Linked DNA regions of Mus musculus: regions 2, 3 and 4 are each linked to region 1. A link is a contact called in public Hi-C and HiChIP or PLAC-seq data. All regions are on one chromosome and are shown on one strand. The core of a region is the stretch at or near the end of the contact, and the rest is flanking DNA. Distances in the headings are between cores, read along the strand shown. Region 1 has its middle 29 kb from the start of Gmpr. Region 2 overlaps Dtnbp1 (dystrobrevin binding protein 1). Region 3 has its middle 22 kb from the start of Gm34409. Region 4 has its middle 5.5 kb from the start of Gm40932.

Region 1 (5,665 bases), core at 2,105-4,604:
GGGGGAGAGAGAAAGAAAGAGAGAGAGAAAGAGAAAGAGAGAGAGAGAGAGAGAGAGAGAGAGAGAGAGAGAGAGAGAGAGAGTCAGAGTCTTGTGTCTATTCTACAAGGCAGTGGTTCTCAACCTGTTTCACAGAGGTCATCTAAGACTATCAGAAAAGACAGATGCTTACATTATGATTCATAACTAGCAAAACTACAGTTATGCAGTAGTAACTAAAGTAGTTTTATGGTTAGGGGTCACTACACTATGAGGAACTGTGTTAAAGGGTCGCTGCATTAGGAAGGCTGAGAACCATCATTGTAAGGACACTAATTCTATGAATTCAGAGTACCACCCTCACAATCTCATTTGATTTTAACTACTTCCTGTCTCCACATAAAGCCACTGTAGAAGTTGAGACTTTAGCATATGATTTTGGGGACTACAGGGGGGTGCTATCACAAATATTGAGCCTGTGATCTCTTCCCATGTAATTATTTTTTTAGGACATTTTTCAGCTTGTAGATAGGTTGCTCAACAAAGAGAGCATTGGCTAAGGACCTGTCAGCACCTTGCCAGTGACCTTGGTCAGAGGCACTGAGCTTTGTCTGTGGTCTGAAACAGAAGTCCGAGATCTGAGGGCTTGACCTACTGCCCCGGTGCCCTGTGTTGTGGGAATATCTGCCCTACCCTTGGGAGTCTACAGTTTCCACCCGGATGGATTCCTTGACGTAGGCAGAAACTTTCCCCTCCCACTCTTAGGAGCATTAGTAATCACGTATGGCCCATTTCAAAGCCCTTTGGCCTCAGTGGAATCTTGCAATGCTTCCCTAAATTTCCATCCTCTTAAGAGCGTGGTGGTTCTATGATAGTGAGATGGTAGATAATTGTATTCTGGAAGCTTCTGATGGCCTCCTCTCTCAAGTACGTCCTAGAGTTGGAGGTCAGGCTGGTTGCTTGGAGGACGTGTTGGGGAGTGAAACTGAGCTTTGACATTTAAGGCAATTTTCACATCCATTCTTAGACACCTTCCCAAAAGGATTTACTGAGATAGTAACATAATAACACACACAACACATACCCTTCCCCACAGGCATACACACACACACACACACATACACACACACACATATACATACATACTTGCACACGCATACACAAATAAACAAACTAAAGTTGGATCAGAGGTATCAGTGGTTCCCACTATTTGGGAATCTGTCTGAGGCAGGAGGATCACTTGAACTCAGGCTGAACAACATAGTAAGATCTTGTTTCCAAACAAAGCAAAAACTTGCTCGTAAAATTAAAATCCCATGTTAGTTCAAAATAGAACTTTCCAGACTAAGTTTTATAAAGATGATTTTAGGAATGAAAAAAATAAATGTATTAATAAATGAATAAAAATATTTTATTATTAAAGAAAACTAAGGCCCGGGTATGTTCAAGGACTTGTATAAAGCGCCTAGTTAGTGACAGAGGCCATGCCACAGTTCACTTTTCCATCTTTTTAGGTTAGTGTTCCTTTCAAAAGTAGTGCACAGTGGTACAGCCTCCTCCTATCAGATGAAAAGTCCCGATTGGTGGCTCAGAGACCAATCGTGAGTGAAGGTGCCTTGGAACATCCATCTGACTCACAGCCTGGCTCTGGGAACAAGAGAACAGAGCACAGGGCCTGGCCAACATGTATGGGCTGTCCAGGGGAGAAACCAAGGTGTATGAGTGTTAGGGACCATGGAAAAAGTCATTTCCAATAAGGAAGCCAAGCAGAAATGAAGGATCTAAGGTAATGAAGTTCTCGAGTTCAAGCAGGGTTAGCACTATTTCGTCACATAGCTACAAGAGATTGGTGGTGTCTGCCAGCTGTAACCCAGGAAGGAGCGATCTTTAACTATCTAATCCGAAGCCATCTGACTGTTACTCTGTGAATCACAGCAGTGAGATCATGTGTTCTTGTGGAATGTATTCACACCTTCTGGTCTAAGAACAGGGAGATTATTTGACACATTTAAATAAAATGTTTCCAACTTAAAAAAAAAAAAAGGCCCAGGTTGATTATAGCTTCTGCAGGCTTTTAGGATATTAGTGAACTTGTACAGTCTTGTTACTTTTCCTAGGCACTGTTCTATGGCTGTGAAGAGACACCATTGGTGTCTACCTTGGTAGGCAGCTCCTATAAAATAAGACATTTAATTGGAGGCTGACTTATAGTTTCAGAGGTTTACTCCATCCTCAGGACAGAGAGCATGGCGGCAGGCAGGCAGGCAGGCAGGCAGGCATGGTGCTGGAGAAGTTGAGAGCTACACCTGCTCCTTAGGCAGAGAGAGAAAGTGGGGAGGAAGGAGGGGAGGAGGAGGGAAGAGACAGAGAGAGAAAGACAAAGAGACACATGCCGACAGAGACAGACAGACAGACAGCAGACTAACTGACTCACTGGGCTTGGCACAGGCTTTGGAAACTTCAAAATCTACCCCTCAGTGACACACCTCCTCCAACAAGGCCATGCCTCCTAATCCTTCTCAAGTAGTGCCACTCCCTGATGACTAAGCATTCAAACAAGTGAGCCTACAGGGACCATGCTTATTCAAATTATCGTATTTCTTATACTATAAGAACTGAAACGCTCAATGAAATCTCAACATGAAGCCCTAAGTTTGATCCCCAGTACTGTAGTAAACCAACAAATAATCAGGACAACTGCAAAGTCAGTAGAAAGAAAAAGCAGGGACTAGAGATACACACACACACATACATACACACACACATACAAACACACACACACATACACATACACACATACACACACACACACACACACACACACACACACACACACACACGGGCATAAACACCACACACAGGCACACAGAGGAAAAATCTCGTATTTCTCAAGGAACTTACAAGGAAATACATCATTCCTGATGGCTGGTTTCTTGTCACCAAATTGAAGAAGTGACTTACCAGAGGGGCTTGCTCTTGGCCACTATGTAATAAAGCTATAAATCATTAAGCAATCAGGTTCTGTCAGTGATAACTGAGAAACTGCTGCTAGAACTCACATTTTTCTGGGCAGGCTGGCAAGAATCGGCAAGGATGCTATTTATCCTTAGCATGCAACAGAAACGACTCCATTTTACACAGCCTCTCAGTATTTCTCACCTTTCCCTCATCTTGGATGCTGGAAGCGTCTTTTAATTAACTTACACCTTCATATGTCATGTCTTGTGTCAACATCAGGAGTTCTGGAAGAAACTGAAAGTGAGAGTCAAGAAAATGCTAAGCCAATGTCTCATCTCAACAATTTAGGTCTTTTGTGCTGGAAAATGATGCTGGGAGTAATGTGCCATTGCTTCCAGTAGAGGGCGCTCAGACACTGGCTTTCAAATTTACAGTTCTTCAGCTAGCTTGAGTAGGAATTGTCTTTATCCATGGCTGTGTCCTTGTAGAACTCCGATTTTCTCATGGCTCTAGTGGAATGCTCTGCCCATACCAACACACACTACACCCTTTAAGGAAAACTAGCTGCTGGTGGCAATTGGGCTGACAACAGAGTTTAATTAATTAAGGGGAGATCGAAGGAGTTACTGACCAGAGGTGGGCAAGACACTAAAGGATCAGAAAGTGACTCAGAAGAGTTGGGAAACTCTGCTATGGTCCCATAACTTATGTAGAAAGCACTCAGAAACACTGCGTGAGTTGCCCAGACAGAAGAGATGAGCTTTGGCCAACAACAGAACAAACTTTACAGCTGGCACACGCCAGGGGACCTCAGACTCTACAGACAGCAAAGACACAGGGTTCAGAACACCCATGTCATTTACTATAGTATTATCTAACATAAGACATATGTACATATATGTCTATATGTATATCATGTATTGTCAACATGTATTGTGTATATGTATTCATGTATTGACTAGCATATATACCATGTAGTGTCTATATGTATATTACATATTGTCTAGCATGTATATCATGTGTTGTCTATATGTATATATTACACACACACACATATATATCATGTATTACCTATATATCACATATTGTCTATATGTGTATCATATATTGTTGTATGTATATCACATATTGTCTAGATGTACATCATGTATTGTCTAGCATGCATATCATGTGTTGCCTAAATTATGTCATGTTTTACCTATGCATATATCATGAATTATTTATATATATATCATATATTGTCTGAGTATATATAACATATTGTCTAGTATGTATATAATGTATTTATATGTATAGAAAGTATTGTCTAGTATGTATAACATGTATGACCCTGTCCCTAGAGAGACAGAAGAACCCGGGTGACTAGATATCTGATCATGATAGAGAGGAAGAGGACACTCTTATGTTCCACTGTTGTGACAACTTTTCCCACTGTTGTCCCTGCCCTGCCCTTGCTTGGGCTTCTGAATGCCCTGAGGCCAAGCCTGAGCCGGAGGCAGAAGTTTATTTCTGCACTGGGCACTGACCCTAAGGCCTCATGAGCATCGGGCCAGTGTTCCATCCTTGGTCTCTACTTCCAGCTGGAGTTCCCGCCTCGGTTTCCTTGACTAAAACTCTGGGCTGCTCTTCCCAGAGACCACAGTTGGGGTTACCATCTACCTTCCAAACTTGTCTCAGCTTGGCACAGAGCAGGGCCACTTCCCTGTGTCCTTCTCTAAGCCTAAGAGGTCTCTTCGCATAAAATCCAGCATTCTATGTTTGAAGTAAATCCAAGGATAGTTTGTCCAACTTTCTATTAAAGAATAGAATTAAATTGAACAGATAGATGGTCATCGACTTTTAGCATGAACAGACGTAGATGGTCAGACTTGCACCTTCTTTAAGACGCTCTGAACATCCACACGCATACATTTTCATTTCCCTGTATAAATGTCCAAGATCAGCGTTACTAGGCCACATAACAGTTGCATGCTTGCTTTTGTAAGCAGTGGCTGAGATTTTCCAGAGTACAGCCATCTCCGGAGCATGCCTGCACCATCTTCCATTTTCCTCTCAGTGCATCCTGACTGATCAGATGTCTCTGCATCCTTAGCATCTCTTGTTCCTACAGAGTCTCCAGTCAGACAGGCCTTGAACTCCTCATCTTTCTGTCTCTGTCTCCCATACACTGGAAGTACGGGTATTACACGTGGTTTTGTTAAGCCCGACCTACTTTGTTTTTGGATAAGCTCCATTTTGTGCGAGACCAAGAATTCCAGAAAATCACAGAGTCCTCCAGAGCGAGCATCCTACGGCAACCCACTGCCCTTAGCAACAGCCAGTCAGGTCACAAAAGCAGGGTCAAGGTACAAACAGATAACCTAAGACATCCTGCAGAGAATAGATAACCTGACCATCCTGTTTGGTTCCTACAGATTATGCCAGAAGTGCAGTTTTTAAAATATTAACTTGCTGACCTGTATGGAAAATTCCCAAGTTTGCTGCAACCACAATAAACAACCTGAACTCCTAGACTCGGGGCTCTCACTCTGACCCCCTGCGACAGTGAGAGTCTGAGAGATCTTGCTTGAGAACTTGTAATAAAGATCCCTGTGTGTGCATCAGAATTGGCTCCTCAGCTGTCTTTGGGTTCCTGCAACTTGAACATAACAGTTTATTCATTGCTGGGAATCAAACCCAGAGGTGAGGTGCCCAGTGCCCGCCAGGCAAACACTCACCGTGGTGAGCT
Region 2 (5,665 bases), core at 1,579-4,078, 490 kb after region 1:
AGCGGTGAACGAGTTTTCAGTTACAAAACCCATGTTTGTGCATGTGTGTATTGTGAGCTCTTTGCACTAAGCCTGTAAAATTTCAGGGAATGGCAAAAATGAGGAAATGAAGTCAGCGTGGTTATTAACAAAGCAGGAGGTTAGAGCCAGAAGCTGGGGGCTTTGTCCATGGTGCACTGACTCTGAGATGCTTACATGTGCCCTTTGACCTTTGAAGTGGCCTATATTTCCTGGTGAATGGTTAAAGTGGGTGAGGAAGGAATAGGGAAACCTGATAGTCCTCAGAACAGTTGGTAAAACTGGTTTCCTTCCTGCATTTGCTACTGTGTTTTATCTTCATAGTGCAGGGTTCTGAGTGTGTTTCCTGTACACACACAGAACCCCTGCATTAAGAAATGAACATCAGATGTATCTTTTTTTTTTTTTAATGGTTTTTCGAGACAGGATTTCTCTGTATAGCCATGGCTGCCCTGGAACTCACTTTGTAGACCAGGCCGAACTCAGAATACTCAAGAAATCCCTCATGGATTGGAGTTTACTCCAAGGTCCTTAAGATTTTCACAGATTAATTAGACTCTCCTTACAAAACCCAATCTATTCAAAGTCGGAGTCACCAGAAGCAAAGATGACCCCTGAGGCTGTCCTGAAACATAAACTTCAAGAGTGAAAACTTAAGTCAGGTGTGAAGATGAACACTTGCAATCCCAGCATTTGACAGGCTGAAGCAGGAGGATTGCTCTCATCTTGAGCTCAGTCTTGGCTACAAAGAGAGTTCCAGGTTCTCCTGGTCTATACAGAATTATTATCTCAGAAACATAAAAACAAACCAAACAAAAACCCTCTCAGTAATGTGACCTTGAAGCTTACAAATGGGTAAATGAGTGTCTTTTTCAGTATTGCTTAAACTTGTGTTCATGTCAGGTCTGTCCCTGATAAAATAATAGCTTTTTATCAGACAGCACCAATCTCAGGCAAGGAGATGGGCTGTTCAGTGTTGTCAAGAAATTACTCTACAATTATTTCTACAGTATATTCTTTAAAAGATTATTATTCGTTTATGTGTGTGGGTGTTTTGCCTGCTTGTATGTGTGTGCACTCCATATGTGTCTAGTGCTATGGAGGCCAGAAGAGGGCATTGGTTTCCCTGAAACTGGAGTTCATTTGTGAGCTACCATGTGGGTGCTGGGAATCAAACCAGGCTCTGTAGACTATCAGCCAGTGCTCTTAACTGCTGAGCCACCTTTCTAGTTCCCAGAGCATATTCTTATATACTTGTAGGGTTCAGAGCAGTGTCTATGAAAGCACACAGCTATGGTCGGTGGTAATTGGATTGTTTATAAGCTTTGTCTAAGCAGTTGTGGTTTCCCCCTCCCTCCTCCACAGTCTACAGACAAATAGTTAAAAGTTACTTAAGGATTAGGCATCCATGGTAGTTTTCCGAAGCTAGACTTCTAGTGTTTTCCTTTTAATTCCTATTATTGCGAAACAGTTTCTAGTCTTTAGATTGAACTCTTAAGAGTAATGGTTTTATTTAGCAGTTTGATTTGTTAAGTGAGCTGAGTGAGACTTCACTTCTCTGCTCAGGGTGCATTTCCTGTGACAGGAGGGGAGGTTACAATTTCTGATTATCATCTTTGGTGCACTAATTTGTTTTGGTCTTACACAAACAGCCTGGTCTCTGTCTTTTTTTTAATCCATAAAATGTGTCAGACACCACTTAACTTTGCTTAACAAGCAAGCTTGTTCAGATAGACTGAATGAACTGTAGAGTTTTATGCTATGTTAATTAGTTTCATTGCTCTGACAAAATACTTGAGCTAATCAGCTTATTAAGGAGAAAGGGTTTGCTTGGCTATCATTTTGCTTTATGACTGGTCCTTTTGCTGTTGGTTAGACAGTGTGCCATGTTGGGAGCATTTGGTGGAAGAACTATGTTCATCTCACTGTAACCCAGGAGTCTGTCACCCAGAGGAGGAGCCTGGAATCCCCATCCTTTCAAAGACATGCCCGTGGTGGTTTAGCTTTCTCACGCTTAGCCTCACCTATGAAATGTTCCACTGTCTCCCAGCTACTCTGCATACACTGTTAGCTTGCAAGCCTTTGAGGAACATAGAAGATGTAGTTTTTGTAAGATAATATATCTAAATTGCTTAACCCAGAGTCGGGCTTGTAGCAGATGCTTAGTGTGTTGTACCATTGTATAATCATCTGTGATGGTTTGACAGTTGTTCACCCTCACATTTTCTTAAATTAAAATACTTTAGTGTACTCTGCTATATTCTTTCTACCTAAAAACTTTATGTCCTATATAAAGAATGTAATTTTTAGTTTTGTGTAAAGTTAGAATTAATAAACCATTTTTAAGCCTTAATATTTAAATATGCTGTGCTTTGATTTTTGGTAAGAAGTAGTTTTTGTCTAAACCTTAGTTATTTTAGACTTTTCAAGTTATCTAATGAACCATGGTATGATCTATAATGCCTTAAAAAAGATTATGCTGTGTACCAGACAAAATATTTTAACTTCTTCTCAAGTTAGCAAGTAATTACCAGTAAATCACTTTTTTATTTGTTTCTGTGTATTTGCTTTTTGTTACTTTTTTGTTGTTGTTTGCTTTTTGTCTTATTTTTCCTAGGTATGAATTTTCCAATGAATAGTTTCCTTAATAGTAGAACATACGTAGAAGATGTCAGCTTATTTCTGACCTTGGAGTCTTTGGGTTAGATGTCTGATACAAGAGCAGTTTGAGGTCTGCTGTACAAATACTGAGTTCCTTCCTCTTCTAAGAAAAACCAGCAACACAAGTGGCACTGTCTTCAGTGTCACTGCCATCTGTAGACCATGGAGGGTTGCTAAAGACAAACTGGCCGGGCCTCGGCTCGTTGACTGACTGTGTGCTTGAGATGTGGTTTTCCTGAGCCCCGCTGGTCTGTGTTGCAGCTGGTGGACAGCGAGGTGGTCATGCTGTCTGCCCACTGGGAGAAGAAGAGGACCAGCCTGAACGAGCTGCAGGGGCAGCTGCAGCAGCTGCCCGCTCTCCTGCAGGACTTGGAGTCTCTGATGGCAAGCCTGGGTAAGTGTGGCCTGTGTGTGAGAGCAGTTTCAAAGCCCTCCAAGAATTCATCAATTCTCAGCTATTGCTTTGAAAATAATAGTGCATTCTTATTGTTATATAGAAATGTATTCATTTCTAAAATTTACCACTAATGCTTTCTGCCTACAGTAAGCTAAGGAAATAATTTTAGTTTTGTTGCTTTGTGTGTGTTACCTATTTGCCTATGTCTGCCCAAATGTTTGTATGCATACAGGTGCTTCTGCATATGGAGGGGAGTCAAGTGGGGTGGGGGTGGGGGTGTTGTTCCTCCAGAGCTCTTGGGATGTTTCATTATGACTTTGAAACAGTATCTCTCATTTTGCCATGATACTCACTGGTGAGGCCAGCCAATGGGCCCCAGGGATCTGCCTGTTTCTGGCTCCTTAGTGCCATGATTAGAAGCAAGATATTTTGCTTGGCACTTTATGTATGTACTGGGGATCCAACTCAGGCCGATCTTCTTGCTTAAGCTACAAGCATTTTGCTGGCTGAATCAGCTTGCCAGCCTTTGTTGATCTTTTTTTAAAATAACTCAAGACTGTCATTAGGTCTTTTGTTTAAAAGTGTAAGTTGAATGAATGAATGAATGAATGAATGAATGAATGAATGAATGAATGAATGAATTGGACTTACAGTAACTATCCTGGCCAGAGGATGTCCTCCAAACATTGCTTTTAGAATTTAGGCTTTCAGAAATTCATGTCTTACAGTATGTTTTTACCCTTCAGGCGATAGACATGAGGTCAGATGAGTTCTGCTGCATTTGAAGTTTGTGGAAGTTTGTTTTCTTCATTTTTCATTTGGATGGGTTTATATTCAGAGAATTATCTGTTGTGTTTGATGCATGTACACATGAAGGTAATATTGTGGGTCACTGCTCTCAAAGGACAAAATTAGAACAACGTAAAGATCACAAAATGGCTTTACTTTTTAAATTCTAAATTGTAATTTATTTTAATTCTAAAATAGAACACTATTAGTTTACTAGTGCTTTTACAGACAAAAAAGAAAGTAAGGAAATACAAACAAAAATTAAAATGTATTAGTCATTTCAAAATTATTTTGCCAGGCAGGGACAGGGAGGCAGGTCCTTGAATTGCCTTACTAGGTCTAGCAAACAAAGCGATAGGTTTCATTATGTTATTTCCATATCTCGTACTATGCTTATATCTATCCTTACGACTGTCGTTCTGTCCTTCCTTCTTTCTCTGGAGAGAGAGACAGGAAAGTGTAGCATATTTCCTTTCACAAGGGACATGTGTGTGTGTGTGACACAAAGGTGGAAGGGACCGTTGGGTGTGGGTAAGCTTAAGGCTGAGGGGCTGTCACCATGCTAAGAGCCAGGCTACCACTCAGTTTCACTTCAGTGCGGTGGGATGTCAGCTCGAGTGACTGGTGAAGATGCCTAGTCCAAGATGGTGGCTCCCTTTAACTTTTATTCAACACTCTTTTCTCCCTTAGCTTAAGTTTGGATGGATGCGGGGAATGGGAACTGCATGCACAGAAGATAACTCTTCATGCAGTCCCGTGGGGAGCAGAGCACCTTTCCTTCTCACCTTTCACTGTCCCCTCCTCTACAGCAGTCACCAGTGGGTCTGCAGAGAGTGATCAGCAAATCATAGAGCAGTGTTCTGTGTCCAAATAGACAGAGCTCTCTTGGACACTGTCCCTGTGACTACTGCCCGGCTGGTAGCAGCTACACGACGGAGAGCTTTGTTGGGCACTTCACAGAGACCATTTTAGTTCTTACAAGAACCTCACAAATGAGCCTTTACCATCCCTGCTCTCTACTACAGAAAGAAAGGCTGGGACTGGGTTAGGGCCTCACAGTGAGTGAGACATTAACAACACAGCTGTGCTCTGGGTGATGAGGCAGTAGGAAGGCAGCCTTCAGAAACTGTGGTCTTCATGTCCTAGGCTCTTACAGAGACCTGCTGGGCCTGAGAGTTGTTTCTGAAAGCATGACCTAGAAAGGGGACCGTGTGTCTGAGGAGAAATGTAGAACATCTGTCTCTCTGGCCCTCCTGCATTGTTCCCTTTCTGTTGGTTTTCTCCCTGTCGTTAGCAATCCTTCTAACTGGTAGACATTGCCGTTCTTAGCCACGTCCTTTCAGCTCACCTGCTCGAGCCTTTCCCAGTCACTTGATCATCGTTGTTTTATACTGACTGTCCCCTTCTTCCCACAAAGGAGAATATTTTCTCTTTGTAGTTGTTCCTTTGTTAATGCCACTTACTAGTTGTATACATTATGTTACAAGTATTTTCATAGTTATTTTTATTTGGGAATTGCAGCCTAAGTCTTTCTTAAAATATACTGTGTTTCGAGGCTAGAGATATTGAATGACTGAGAGGACGAGGAAGGATCACCACTAGTTAGAGGCCAGCCTGGGCTACGCAGTGAATTCCAGGAAAGCCTTGGCTAAGAATAAGACCATGTCTTAACAAAACAAAGCCATACCAAAAAATAGTGAATGACCATGTGAGATAGCATCTTGTCAACACAGAATATGCTCAAAGAAAGTTGTTTTGAAATTGTAACACTTTTATCTAAACAACTTAATTTCATAGAAT
Region 3 (5,665 bases), core at 1,958-4,457, 420 kb after region 1:
TGTTCCTCTCCACCCCTTAGCTATTCAGCTAAATGCTGCCATTTAACACGTAGCTCAATAAAGTCACACACTTACAAATTTTTGAAAACTGGGAAGTCTGAGAAATATTTCTCTCAAATAGAGTTATATTCTACCATGCTAGTGTAAAGTTTATTTTGTGGTCTATGGCAGTACTTAATAAAGTTTATATAACACAGGTTAAAAATCAGGTCAAACTCTTTAAAACCTACTACATGGAGAAAAATAAAGTGCTATTTTTATTCTCTGCTCTTCAGTTAGTGAGCACTCATGGACAAATTGAATTAGAATATGTCTGCATTCTTGTCCTTAGAACTATTCTGTTGAACTAAAGTTTTGACCCTTGCAAGCCAGTGTCGGTAACTCCATGGCAGGCTCTCTATGTTCCTCCCTCATGTCTGGCATTCTTGTCAAGCTCTTATTGTTGTTCGTTTCCTTTGTTACATATTTGTTTCTTCTTGTAACTTGCTATGTATATCACTCTCCATGTTCTAAATCCCTTTTAGAAAGTCATTTCCAGATTCTAAAATACTTAATTCCATCTCTTCCCTTGTCTCCTCTTCAAAAAACAAAAACAAAAACAAAAACAAAACCTGCATCAGAATAATAACTTCTCAGCCTTCTAGACACCACACTAGTATCTAGCTAGCTTCTTCTGCCCATCAGCCAATAGCAGACTGGTTACGCAGCAGAACAAGCACAGAATTATACTCAAATGGCCATGAATTCAAGTCAACAATGCAGCTCGGAGCATATTCACCCTTTTGTACACTAAACCCATTAAACGTATAATTGCTTAGTGTGGAAAGTTGTGTGAACTGTAAATGAGGTATTTAAGCCACCAGAAATTATACAACAAATAAATCTAACTATGGTTTCATTGGGTTGGAAGTTCCTCACAGCTGGGGATGGAGCCGTGTACTTAAAACCTGTATCATGTATGCTGTATCAGATGAAAATGGAATCATGGAGAAGGGAAGATAATGCTGACTTGAGCTCAGGTGTGTGTGTGTGTGTGTGTGTGTGTGTGTGTGTGTGTGTGTGTGTGGTGCTGAAGGTTGAACTCACGTAGTGTTCTACTACTGAGCCAAGCCACAACCTAACCCTTTATATTTATTGGATAGATAATAGATACGTAGAGATAGATAGATAGATAGATAGATAGATAGATAGATAGATAGATCACATATGTATATGTGTGTGCATATATATCTTTTCCTAGGGTAGCCAAGCATGACTTTGAACTCTTCCTGATCCTTGGCCTGTATCATCTCCAGTAGACTGAGATTACAAAGTTAATATTGTCCTCATTTTGTGAGTTAGGATTGAACTCAGTTCCTACCCATTAGTCATTAGCCAGTTTATGACTGCTAGAAGTCTTGCTGAGTATGTTCCCTAAGAGCTAAAATGAGAAGGTGTAACTGGACCACTTCTGTGATCCCTTAGCCTTTACATTCAATGAGTGTTAACTATATGATAATTGTTTAGTCCCAGAGATGGATAGATAGATCAGAGTATCCCCTCTCTTCTTTCTCCTCCCTTCTATCTTCTCTCACACACCTTCATGGGGCATGAAGTATGTCATGAACTTTCTCCAGTGTTTATTGCTCCCTCATCTCAGCAGGACTCACCACTGGCAGCAACCCAAGAGCTGCATCTACCACAGCATAGACTCTGAAGGGAATGAAAGGCATATGGGCCATGCCTTGATCCCTGTTTTATTGCTGGGAGGAGACACACCATGACCAAGGCAACTTTGAAAAGAAAGTATTTAACTGGGGACTTGCTTAGTTTCAAAGGGTTGGCCCATGGTCATCATGGCAGGGAGCATGGCAGCAGGCAGGCAGGCAGAGCACTGGAGCAGTAGCTGAGAGCCCACAGTGTCCTTCAGCCAGACCATCTGGTTCCACAAGACCACTTATGTGCTTGGGCACAGGGGACAGAAGTTTTTATGCTAAATGGGACTTAACTTATTCTGAAGGAATTTGCTTGCCCAAAGAAAGTCTGTAAAACACGGATAAGTTAAGAAGCTCCTGAAAGGAGAGGTACCCTTCCCATGTGGGCAAAGATGGTTCACGTGGGCTATAAAAATGTGTCTATCTGTGCTCTCCTATGAGTCTGGGAGGCAGAGATGGGAGAATTCCCAGAAGCTTCTTGGCCAGATGGCATAAGCAGCTGCAAATAGCAAGAGAAATTCTGTCTCAAAAATGGCGGAAAGCAGGATTGACTCTTGAGATTGCTGCCATCACCTCTCTCTCTCTCTCTCTCTCTCTCTCTCTCTCTCTCTCTCACACACACACACACACACACACACACACACACACATACATACACACACACACACAAACTCACACATACACACATATTCACACCACACACACATACACACATACACACAAACTCGCTCATACACACACATTAACACAAACACACACACACATTCATGCACAGAAACACACATACACACAAACTCACACACATACACTCACACATTCACAAACACATACTCACACTCAGAAACTCACAGATTCACACATTCACAAACACACACAAATTCCTACCACACACATACACACAAACTCACACATGCACAGATTCACACACACACATATATACAGACATACACACACACACAAACTCACACATACACACACTAACACACATTAACACACACACAAACTCACACATATACACACTCACATTCACACCACACACACATACACAAAAAATTCACATACACACATTCACACCACACACTCACACACACACAAATTCACACATACACACAAACTCATATTCACACCACACACACACATACACACACATACCAGGTATATAGCCTTTACCTGTACAGGAATTTTTAATTCTGGCTGCATCACTTGCATGCTACATGGCTGCTGTTAGCTGGATTGCCTCCTCTAACCTTGGCTTTTCTCATTGTCGGACAATAGTGAGGTAGGACTATCAGCCTTGTGGGTGCTGTGGAGAACATAGAGTGTCCAGCATATAACCATGCACAGAAGGCTACGACAGCGATTATAATGATTGGAGGACAGGCTGTGTTTTAAAGCCACTGTGAAGGGGTTGATAAGATAAAAGCATGCTGTCAGGATGCAGTGTAAGACAGCTCTGACGCTCCTCTTTTCACACCTCCAAACCCTCTCTCTCTGCCTTTGGAAAAGGTGGAAATTCTTTTTGACAGGACAAGATTATGCTAAAAATCACCTCCTCCTGCCAGAGTGTGAGGTCTCCGATGTCTCTGATTCATCGCTTAGCTTTCTGGGTCTGTTAGATGATTTCCTTCTGTCGGTCGCTTTAAGTTTGACTCTGACAACTTAATCACAGTCTACCAACACAATCTATTGTATGAGCAAATTCAAAGGAAAAACCAAAGCCTGTGCCAATAGGTTAACTGGCAAAATGTATCAGTCAACCTCTGAAAACAATCAAAAAGGAAATACATATAATAACGCCTAATTCCCAAAGATCTAGATACTATCCTACAAGATAAAATGCTCTAACCATTTTTTATTAAACTCTAAAACCAGACATGTATGTTGACATTGAACTTATTATTCAATGTTGCAAATTTGAACAATTAAAATTAGAGTAGGAAATGAAACAGCCGACATACACATTGAGTTAGAGAATATCAAACGCCATGTTACCAAAAGAAGTATTAGAATCAATAAGGAAGTGAGGTCAGACTGCCTGACTAAGGAAGGACTTACAAAGGGCAATAATTTCACAATGAAGATAGGAACTATGCAGCCTTGGGGAAATTTTTAAGAAATGGGGAATATAGAAATATAAACATATGGGGTTTGTTCAAAACAACTATCTCTTCCAAGTTTGAAAAAAAGAATGAGGAAAAAAAAGGCAAACTCAAATCACCAACAGGATGATGAAACTTATGAGCAGTAGAGAAAATGTAAATTAAAATAATCATTAGATTTCATTTTATACCCTACTATACAGCAAGTAGAGGGTTTTTTTAAATGTGTGGAAAGCTTATTGCTGGCAAAAACACTGATAGGAAGGAGAATTATTTCATCTTTAGGGAAAGCAGGCTGGACACAGCCATTTCACTTAAATATCACGCACACGCGTGCGTGTGCACACACACACACACACACACACACACATACACCCTTACCTATTTTCAGTATTTTCAGAGGGGAATTCACATTAATGATAAAAATCTTACAAGTATTTCCTTTAAGAGGGAAAAAAAAAAAGGTAGGCAGTTTGGGTGACATTACTAAATATTAACATTAAGCCAGGTCCTAACCAGAACAGTAATTTTTTTTTTAAGTTGAAAGAGGTGTCAAAGAAGCCAAGATTACCATTGTTTCCAGAACACAGAATTATATGTTTATTCTGGAGGTCATAGGGCCCACTCTTGTTTAGCTGCGTTAACATGGCCCTGAACTTCAGTCTAAATACTTGTGTTTGTAATCGTAGTCAAACGTTACTCTCAGGTTAACCAGAGAAGCTTCTCCTTGCAGTCAACGGCAGTGAATGCAGAGACTCATGGCCGCTCAAGATGCCTAGAATAAATAGCAATTGAGTGCTAGCCTGAAATAGGACACTTCTATAAACCCTTCTAAAGCTCAGGGGGCATGGTGGAAGAGGTGGTAGCAAGGCTGTAAGAAGCACCCTGAAGGGTTGCAAAATACTCTCTTCAGAGGATCACACAGCCATTGCAAACGTGATCTCAAAGCAGTTGCAGTTGCCTGGACTAGGCCTGAGCAAGACTCAACAGGCAACCATGTGTCAGCAGAGGGCTCATAGGGCCCTAATCCTCCCCCACTGAACTATTTGGAAACTGATGATTTCTAGAGAGGGACAGTGATGGCCATCAGTTGTGTTCCAGATGGTGTGCCTGCAAGGCTTCAGTGGGTAGTCCCAAGCATGGGGCTGCACAGATATCCTGGTTAAAATCAGCGGTTCACAAAAACAAAACAAGAAAGTATGAGAGAAGAAAACTGGGGAGGAGGAGTGGGTATGACAGAGGTAGCAGGGAGGTCAGAGAGAGTCACAGTGACAGTAAGAACGTACCAGACACACATGAAACTGTCACAGAACGCATCTAACTGATGAGCATAAGAATTCATAGGAGAATTGTCAGAACTTTTGTTTAACAAGTTTGCTTAATACAAATATATACATCTGAATATGTAAAATAAAAAATAATTTTGTAGTTTCTCATGTGTAATAGCACCAAAAATAGCAGATGCCAAGTAGCATACTTCTTAGTAGTGAGAAGTATGTAAGATCATGGAGGAAACTAACCCACACAGATAGAGACGTGTGTGTGTGTGTGTGTGTGTGTGTGTGTGTGTGTGTGTGTGTGTGTGTATGAGAGAAGAAAACTGGTGAGGAGGAGTGGGTATGTGTACACATGTGTGGAAGCCAAAAGACAACTTGTAGAAATAGGTTCTCTCCTTCCACCATGTAGGTGCTAAGGACCGAACTCAGGTCCTCAGGCTCGGCAGTAAGTGTCATTTACCCACTGAGTCATCTTGCTGGCCTCACCAACACATAAACTTAACAGGTCATCCCCACCAGCAAATGGTTAAGTTGGAAGTCCAAGTTTATCAGGAGGACCCTGTCAGAAAGTTGTGGACTGGGATGTTTAATGATG
Region 4 (5,665 bases), core at 1,092-3,591, 380 kb after region 1:
ATTGATTACAGTGGGGTGCTGTGATTTCCCACTATGTAGAAGTCAGAGGACAATTTGTAGTAGTCCGTTCTCTTTTCACACTGTGGGGTCCAGGGATCAAACTTACTAGGCTTGGTAGCAAGCCCCTTAACTTGCTGAGCCATCTCAGAGGCCCTGTCCCAAAGGCCCCTGAATCTTTCTTCATGCTTGTTTTTGTCCCTGTTGTCCTGTCTTCAGGCTCGGATGTCCTCCCTTCTTCCATCTGATGGTTACTGAAGGATTTCCACTGATTTATCATCGGACTGTTTGAGCATGCTCTTCGTTTCCTTCTCAAACAGTTTCTCTATAAAAATGTCTCGTTCATGCCCTATATGGTTTTGCTAATTGCGTGTAATGATTTGTCTGCATCCTTTAGGATCTCACTGAGCTTTTTGTAATTATTCTTTTGAACGCTTCATCAGACATTTCATCTGTTTCAATTTCTTTGCAATCTGTTGTTAGAGGATTATCATCATTTGCAGGTATATTACTTTTTCATGTTTGTTATATTCCTGCAGTAAGATGTGTGTATCTCGGGGAGTCGAGATCTCTACCACTCTTATGGGATAACTTTCTTTATAAGTGGCTTTCTCCTGAAGATGTATCTTGAAAGTACACTGGCTTTATTTCCACCTAGACATCATAGTGTAGCCTCCCTATACTCTCTTTAGAGATGATTAATGAGTTTGGACACACTACGTCTGTGGTCCATGCAAAACTATAGACACTGCAGCTGTGGTACCAGACAGCCGAATCTGGGAAATACATTGTCTATGGACACTTCTATGATAGAAGTGGTGGTTCCTGCCACGTGGTAGAGATTGGCTCAAGCACTGTTGCCCTGTTAGTATTGAGGACCTCTGGCACCTCCTGGTAGCACCAGTAACATGAAGGTCCTGAAGCAGTTTTCCTCTGACCAGTTGGAGGTTCAGAGCCAGGCTCTCCCTGGGAAAACTGATGACAGAAAGCACAGCACTCCTGCTGTGTTCGTTCCCAGTCTTGACAAGAGTGCCTGCTCACAGTGCTGGGGCAGCCAGCAGTGGGGATAGCATCAGTGTGGCGACAGAGTGGTAGGGGAGCGTTCTGTGCAAACTTACTCCCAGCAACCCCAGCAGTGTGACCTCAGCCTATCGCAGGAAAAGAACTGGATAGTTTCTCCTCAGAGTTCCTTTGTTCCCCTGGGGTAGGCTATCAGACAGGTGGTTCAGAGCCATCCCTTGTGAACAGGGCAATGGTGTAACTACCTTGATGTCCATTCTGCTCCATACTAGCAGGAGCCTGTAAACAGCTCAGGGTGGAAGGGTGGTGAAAACCTGTATCTGCCTTCAGTACAGGCACTGGCATGAATCAGCAAATAGGGAAAGGCTCCCCATCTCTTGGTTCTTGAGAGCGGTGTCCTCCCCCACCATCCAACTCACATCCATCCTTTCCAATGCCAGGCACCCAGTGGGATGGATTGCAGTTGAGCCACTCTGCTGGACGAAACTGGGTGAGACGTCTGTTGGTCCCAGGAATTGGACTAGATTTTTGCACTGATATATTTCTCAGGTTGGCTGAAAGGAACTATAGTTCCTGGTTAAACTAACAACTCTCTGTGGACATCATTTGGGTTTCACTCAGTCTTAGCTTGCTTTCAAATCAACACTGCAATTTGGAGCATTATTGGGAACTGGTTTGGAATCATTGCTCATTGCTTTGGCTCTTGAGAATATAGCTACAGCACTATTCCCCCAACTAATAACCACAGTGATTCCTACTGTGTCTGGGGTTCAGGACATCTGAAAGTCTCCTTGTCCACAAGCCTACAAATGAATTTTGAATTCTCCCTAGACATCAAATTATCTCAGACATAACCTCCAAGGTGACATCAACAGAAGGCTATTTATTTTTATACTGTATAGAATAGAAATTATATTCTCCTAATTATAGAAATTCCAGGTAAACAACCATATAGGTTTGCCTAGCATTGAGTTTTGCCGGACTTGGGAATTTCAGTTTTAGAGCCAAGATTATTTTGGCCAATTAGGACAAGTTGATGATACCATAGGGAAGGGCTGGAGTATTAACACTGCATCTTTCCATTCCTCCTCCATGACACTAGCTGACTGTTTCTTCCTCATCTATAACTGAAGTTGACCCAAGTAAATATGTTCCATGGCACTGAATAGGCCACAGAGAGCAAGCCTGTTGGCAGCACTCCTCCATGGTCTTGTGGAAACAGAAACAAATAAACATTCTTCTCCCTGAGTTGGCTTTTGTCAGGGCTTTACCACAGCAACAGAATGAAACTAGGAAGTTAGAAAAACCCAGGTTCTTTGGTCATTACGGAATGTCAGAGGCTAGCAAACACCTAAGTATAGAAGCTGAGACTTCCCTCTCAGGACTCCTGGGAACTTGGTACACTACCACATTCTAGCTGTGTGGTCTTGCAGAAGTCCTTTCTAAGCTCCTGAATCCTTGATTACAAAGCACCTTTTAGAGTCAGGGGTGATCTGGAGGTGCTGTTCATCTATAAGCACTTGCCTATCGTCCAAGGATTCAACTGTCAGAACTAAAGAAAGGAAGGAAGGGAATGAAAGGGAAGGGAGGGAGGAGTTGAAAAGGAGAAAGAGAAGAAATACTAACAAAGGGAAAAGTAGGAGGGAAGGAGAGGGGAATCAGTGGGGAGAATCTTAGAGGTCAGCACATTGCATTTCACAAAAGACGCTGAGCTCCCGCCAGCTCCTGCCCCTCTGTGGTCACACATATATCCAGGTGTGGTGTGAGACACCATCAAAATGTCTCCCTGTGGATGTAGATTCAACTTCTCATTATTAGAGTTGTATTACGTCTGAGATAGAAGGGGTTGTTGTTGTTTTTGTATGTCATTTTTGTTGTTGTTGTTGTTGTAACAGTATTGTCTTCTCCAAAAATGATCCCTGAGCTCCTGAGATATAAAAATCTAGATTGCAATGGCTGAGAGAATGACTCAGCACACAAGAGCACTTGCTACTCTTCCAGAGGACTGGAGTCTCTGCCACCCACAGCACACAGGTTCCAACCACCTGTAACTCTAACTCCAGGCGACGCTGGTCTCAGCAAACTGTCCTTCATACGGGCATATAGCACAGGCACACAGATGGACATTTTTTTTTAATGTCTTGGTTCTCAAACCTAATCATTTAACAAATAAAGAATCTGAAGCCAGAACAGATGGGTGAATTATGTTCTTGCTAGACAGCACACATCTAAATTCCAATCCTTTTACTTCCAATTTGCTCATCCAATGTTCTTCTATCAAATGGAATCTTGACCCTTTCTTTAAGGATTCTGTGGCTTAGGTAGAGCTGGGAGTTAGGCAGACCAGGAGTAGAACCCTTAGGGAGGTAGTAATGCAATGCGTGTGTTTAATTAAAAGGCATGCAAATTGGTTTTTCTAGAAGGGATTGAGAAGAATTGGGTGCTAAGTGCAAATTATGCCTCAGGCAAGCCAACAGAGGGGGCAGGAGCCCTAATGAGCAGGAGGCCAGCTAACACGAACACAGCTTACTGCCTTCAGGTTAATTCCAATCATGAGATAGTTCTTCATTGCTTGGTTAGTGTGTTCAGCAGGATGTTTGCCTCTGTAACAAATGCCTAAAAGAGGAAAGGTTCATTTTGGTCTTAAGGGTTTCAGTTTGGGCTTGATTGGCTCTGTTGCTTGGGGGTTGTGATTGAGACAGTATATCATGGTGGGAGGCACAGGTAGAGAAGAGTTGCTCACTCCAGAGCAGCCAGAAGCAAAGAGGAACAGTAGGAAACATCCAAGATACACACTAATGGCACATTCCCAATAACCACTTCCTCCCACTAGGCCCCCACCTCTCACAGTTTTACCACCTCCCGAGAGTCTTTAAACTTTGAATTCGTGATCGGTGATTGATTCATTAGGCTAAAGACCTCAGGAACATAATTGTGTTTGGAAACCATTTCGCAGACACACTCAGAACTGTGCTTTACAAATCTCCTAGGTGTCTTGAAATCCAATCGGAATCATAGTGACAGTAACCTAGACATTTTTTGTTAATATATATAGTTCTATAAACACAAAATTTGAGCTCTCTGACCTTTAAACAGAAGGCACCACCCACGGATATAAAGTGGGCTGTTGGCACCAGCTCCTGAGACAACCAACCAGACGATCATACCTTTGATATCTAGAGCGTGGGTAACAGCAGGCTCACCCTGGATTGTCAGAAAGCCTGCAGTGCTTCTCCTGATGTACCTCTATAATGCAGGCTGGTGCCTTCAGATGGCTCTCCCCGGACACATCCTGCTGGGAATGTGAGATCGCTTTTTAAGCTGGGAAGGAACCGAATGTGCAATCAAAAAGCCATGCCCAATTTGCTCAGCCCAGGCAGCTGACAGAGGGAAGGTAGAAAGTGCCTCTTGCCAAGGATAGCTTGTGAAATGGATTAGCGAATCAACCACGTTAGCTCAGCTGTGGCTTTGCGGATCATAGGAAACCCTGGTAGCTGTTGTGTCACCCTCCTCATTCTGGTGAGGAGGGGACTGTGTCTGACCAGGAGTTACTTTAACTACATCCGCCCCCAAAACTGTAGATAAGAATCTGGATTCTGAGGCAATGCTCTCCATTACACTGTGAAGAAAAGTGAGCCCACTTATCCAGGATTCAGGAGAAGTTGAAGAATTAGCTAAACCCGGTAATACTGTACGACAAAGATGAAGTGCTTCTGAGAATAATAGGAGGAATATATAATGTGATGTTCTAAAAGCAAATCCAATTGCTCATTAGATTGAACGGAAAATAGATTTGAATGGAAAATGAAATAAGTGAAACTGTATATAACAAAAGAGATTTCCTAGCTGTAGGTGTAACCTATCTATTACAAGCTGCACTTAGTAGGTCAGAGAAGAATTCCAGTATAACAAAAGAAGTTAGCTCTTGGAGCTTGTCAGAATGGATTTGACACATAGTCATACAACAATAATAGTAATAATAATAATAGCTAATATAAATGTTTATCATGTGCAAAGAGCAAAGCTAATCACATCCATGTATCTCACAGTAGACAGGAAGATAAGTGGTGAAGGGTAGGTGTTGTCATAGTTACCACATTAAAATCCTATTGAGTTGGGTAGTTATTCTCTTGATTTCTCAGGTAAAGAAACAGGTCTCAAGACAGCAAGTTTACACAAGCTGGGGGGAAGGGAGGGGCCTGAGTATTTCCTCATTTCTAACTGATTCAGGAGTCCATGTTTGAACTGACACGATCTAGCCCCTTCCTGGTGTTCGGAATGCCTTTGGTCAAGTTATTTTCTTCCATGTGACTGAAAGGCAGCTGGGTTACTCATGTTGATTTTGATTTATGGTTGAGCGTGTGGGCTTTGGGATGAAGTTCTGACCCTGGCCAGCTATGTGAATATCAAGTTACCTATCTTCATCCCAGTTTCCTTACCTGCAAACAAGGGTTAATAACCCTTCCTTTATAGGGTTGTTGGAAGAATAAACTCTCATAAGTTCTCCATAAATGTTGCCTACTTTTAATCACTAAATGTACCTGTCTTAAACGCAGATGCCCTTCTTATAACATACCTGCCTGGACTGTCTGTTTAAAAGGTGTGGCTACTGTCCAAAGGACATCTTTTTCAGCTTGGAAAGATACCA

Evidence for each region. A called contact is a pair of places that touch in the nucleus more often than the background predicts. HiChIP or PLAC-seq counts read pairs in DNA pulled down with a chosen protein or histone mark.
Region 2: an H3K27ac HiChIP or PLAC-seq map of the HPC-7 cell line shows a contact between it and region 1, with 9 times the contacts expected there. The contact joins two enhancer-like sites. A contact is called at or near these places in 3 of 39 promoter capture datasets (3T3-L1-derived adipocytes, neural stem cells and trophoblast stem cells), 1 of 15 datasets of contacts at CTCF or cohesin (the NIH/3T3 cell line), 8 of 484 Hi-C or Micro-C datasets (the G1E-ER4 cell line, bone marrow-derived macrophages, cortical neurons and 5 more) and 6 of 115 datasets of contacts at active chromatin or transcription factors (the HPC-7 cell line, acute myeloid leukemia, bone marrow-derived macrophages and 3 more).
Region 3: a Hi-C map of bone marrow-derived macrophages shows a contact between it and region 1, with 20 read pairs. The contact joins two enhancer-like sites. A contact is called at or near these places in 16 of 39 promoter capture datasets (3T3-L1-derived adipocytes, the HPC-7 cell line, HPC-7-derived erythroid cells and 11 more), 2 of 15 datasets of contacts at CTCF or cohesin (both in the NIH/3T3 cell line), 2 of 484 Hi-C or Micro-C datasets (bone marrow-derived macrophages and ganglionic eminence), 1 of 115 datasets of contacts at active chromatin or transcription factors (embryonic basal ganglia) and 1 of 9 other capture datasets (embryonic stem cells).
Region 4: a Hi-C map of bone marrow-derived macrophages shows a contact between it and region 1, with 20 read pairs. The contact joins two enhancer-like sites. A contact is called at or near these places in 4 of 39 promoter capture datasets (3T3-L1-derived adipocytes, embryonic stem cells, liver and 1 more), 1 of 15 datasets of contacts at CTCF or cohesin (large pre-B cells), 6 of 484 Hi-C or Micro-C datasets (B cells, the G1E-ER4 cell line, bone marrow-derived macrophages and 3 more), 7 of 115 datasets of contacts at active chromatin or transcription factors (acute myeloid leukemia, bone marrow-derived dendritic cells, embryonic basal ganglia and 4 more) and 1 of 9 other capture datasets (bone marrow-derived macrophages).

What each region holds. Positions count from the first base shown.
Region 1 is chr13:45,475,135-45,480,799 of GRCm38.p6, reverse strand. No RefSeq gene overlaps it. Among named protein-coding and RNA genes, the nearest start is that of Gmpr, 29 kb to the left of the region's middle. Within about 2 kb of position 3,354, at least 17 of the 459 cell types and tissues checked have an H3K27ac peak or open chromatin away from gene starts, as enhancers often do. A contact at or near this core is called in the G1E-ER4 cell line, the HPC-7 cell line and bone marrow-derived macrophages, where this site is marked.
Region 2 is chr13:44,980,149-44,985,813 of GRCm38.p6, reverse strand. It overlaps Dtnbp1 (dystrobrevin binding protein 1), which reads left to right. Exons shown (of 10, transcript NM_025772.4): 5 at 2,941-3,073. Among named protein-coding and RNA genes, the nearest start is that of Dtnbp1, 19 kb to the left of the region's middle. Within about 2 kb of position 2,828, at least 43 of the 459 cell types and tissues checked have an H3K27ac peak or open chromatin away from gene starts, as enhancers often do. A contact at or near this core is called in the G1E-ER4 cell line, the HPC-7 cell line and bone marrow-derived macrophages, where this site is marked.
Region 3 is chr13:45,050,538-45,056,202 of GRCm38.p6, reverse strand. No RefSeq gene overlaps it. Among named protein-coding and RNA genes, the nearest start is that of Gm34409, 22 kb to the left of the region's middle. Within about 2 kb of position 3,207, at least 4 of the 459 cell types and tissues checked have an H3K27ac peak or open chromatin away from gene starts, as enhancers often do. A contact at or near this core is called in bone marrow-derived macrophages, where this site is marked.
Region 4 is chr13:45,098,612-45,104,276 of GRCm38.p6, reverse strand. No RefSeq gene overlaps it. Among named protein-coding and RNA genes, the nearest start is that of Gm40932, 5.5 kb to the left of the region's middle. Within about 2 kb of position 2,341, at least 13 of the 459 cell types and tissues checked have an H3K27ac peak or open chromatin away from gene starts, as enhancers often do. A contact at or near this core is called in bone marrow-derived macrophages, where this site is marked.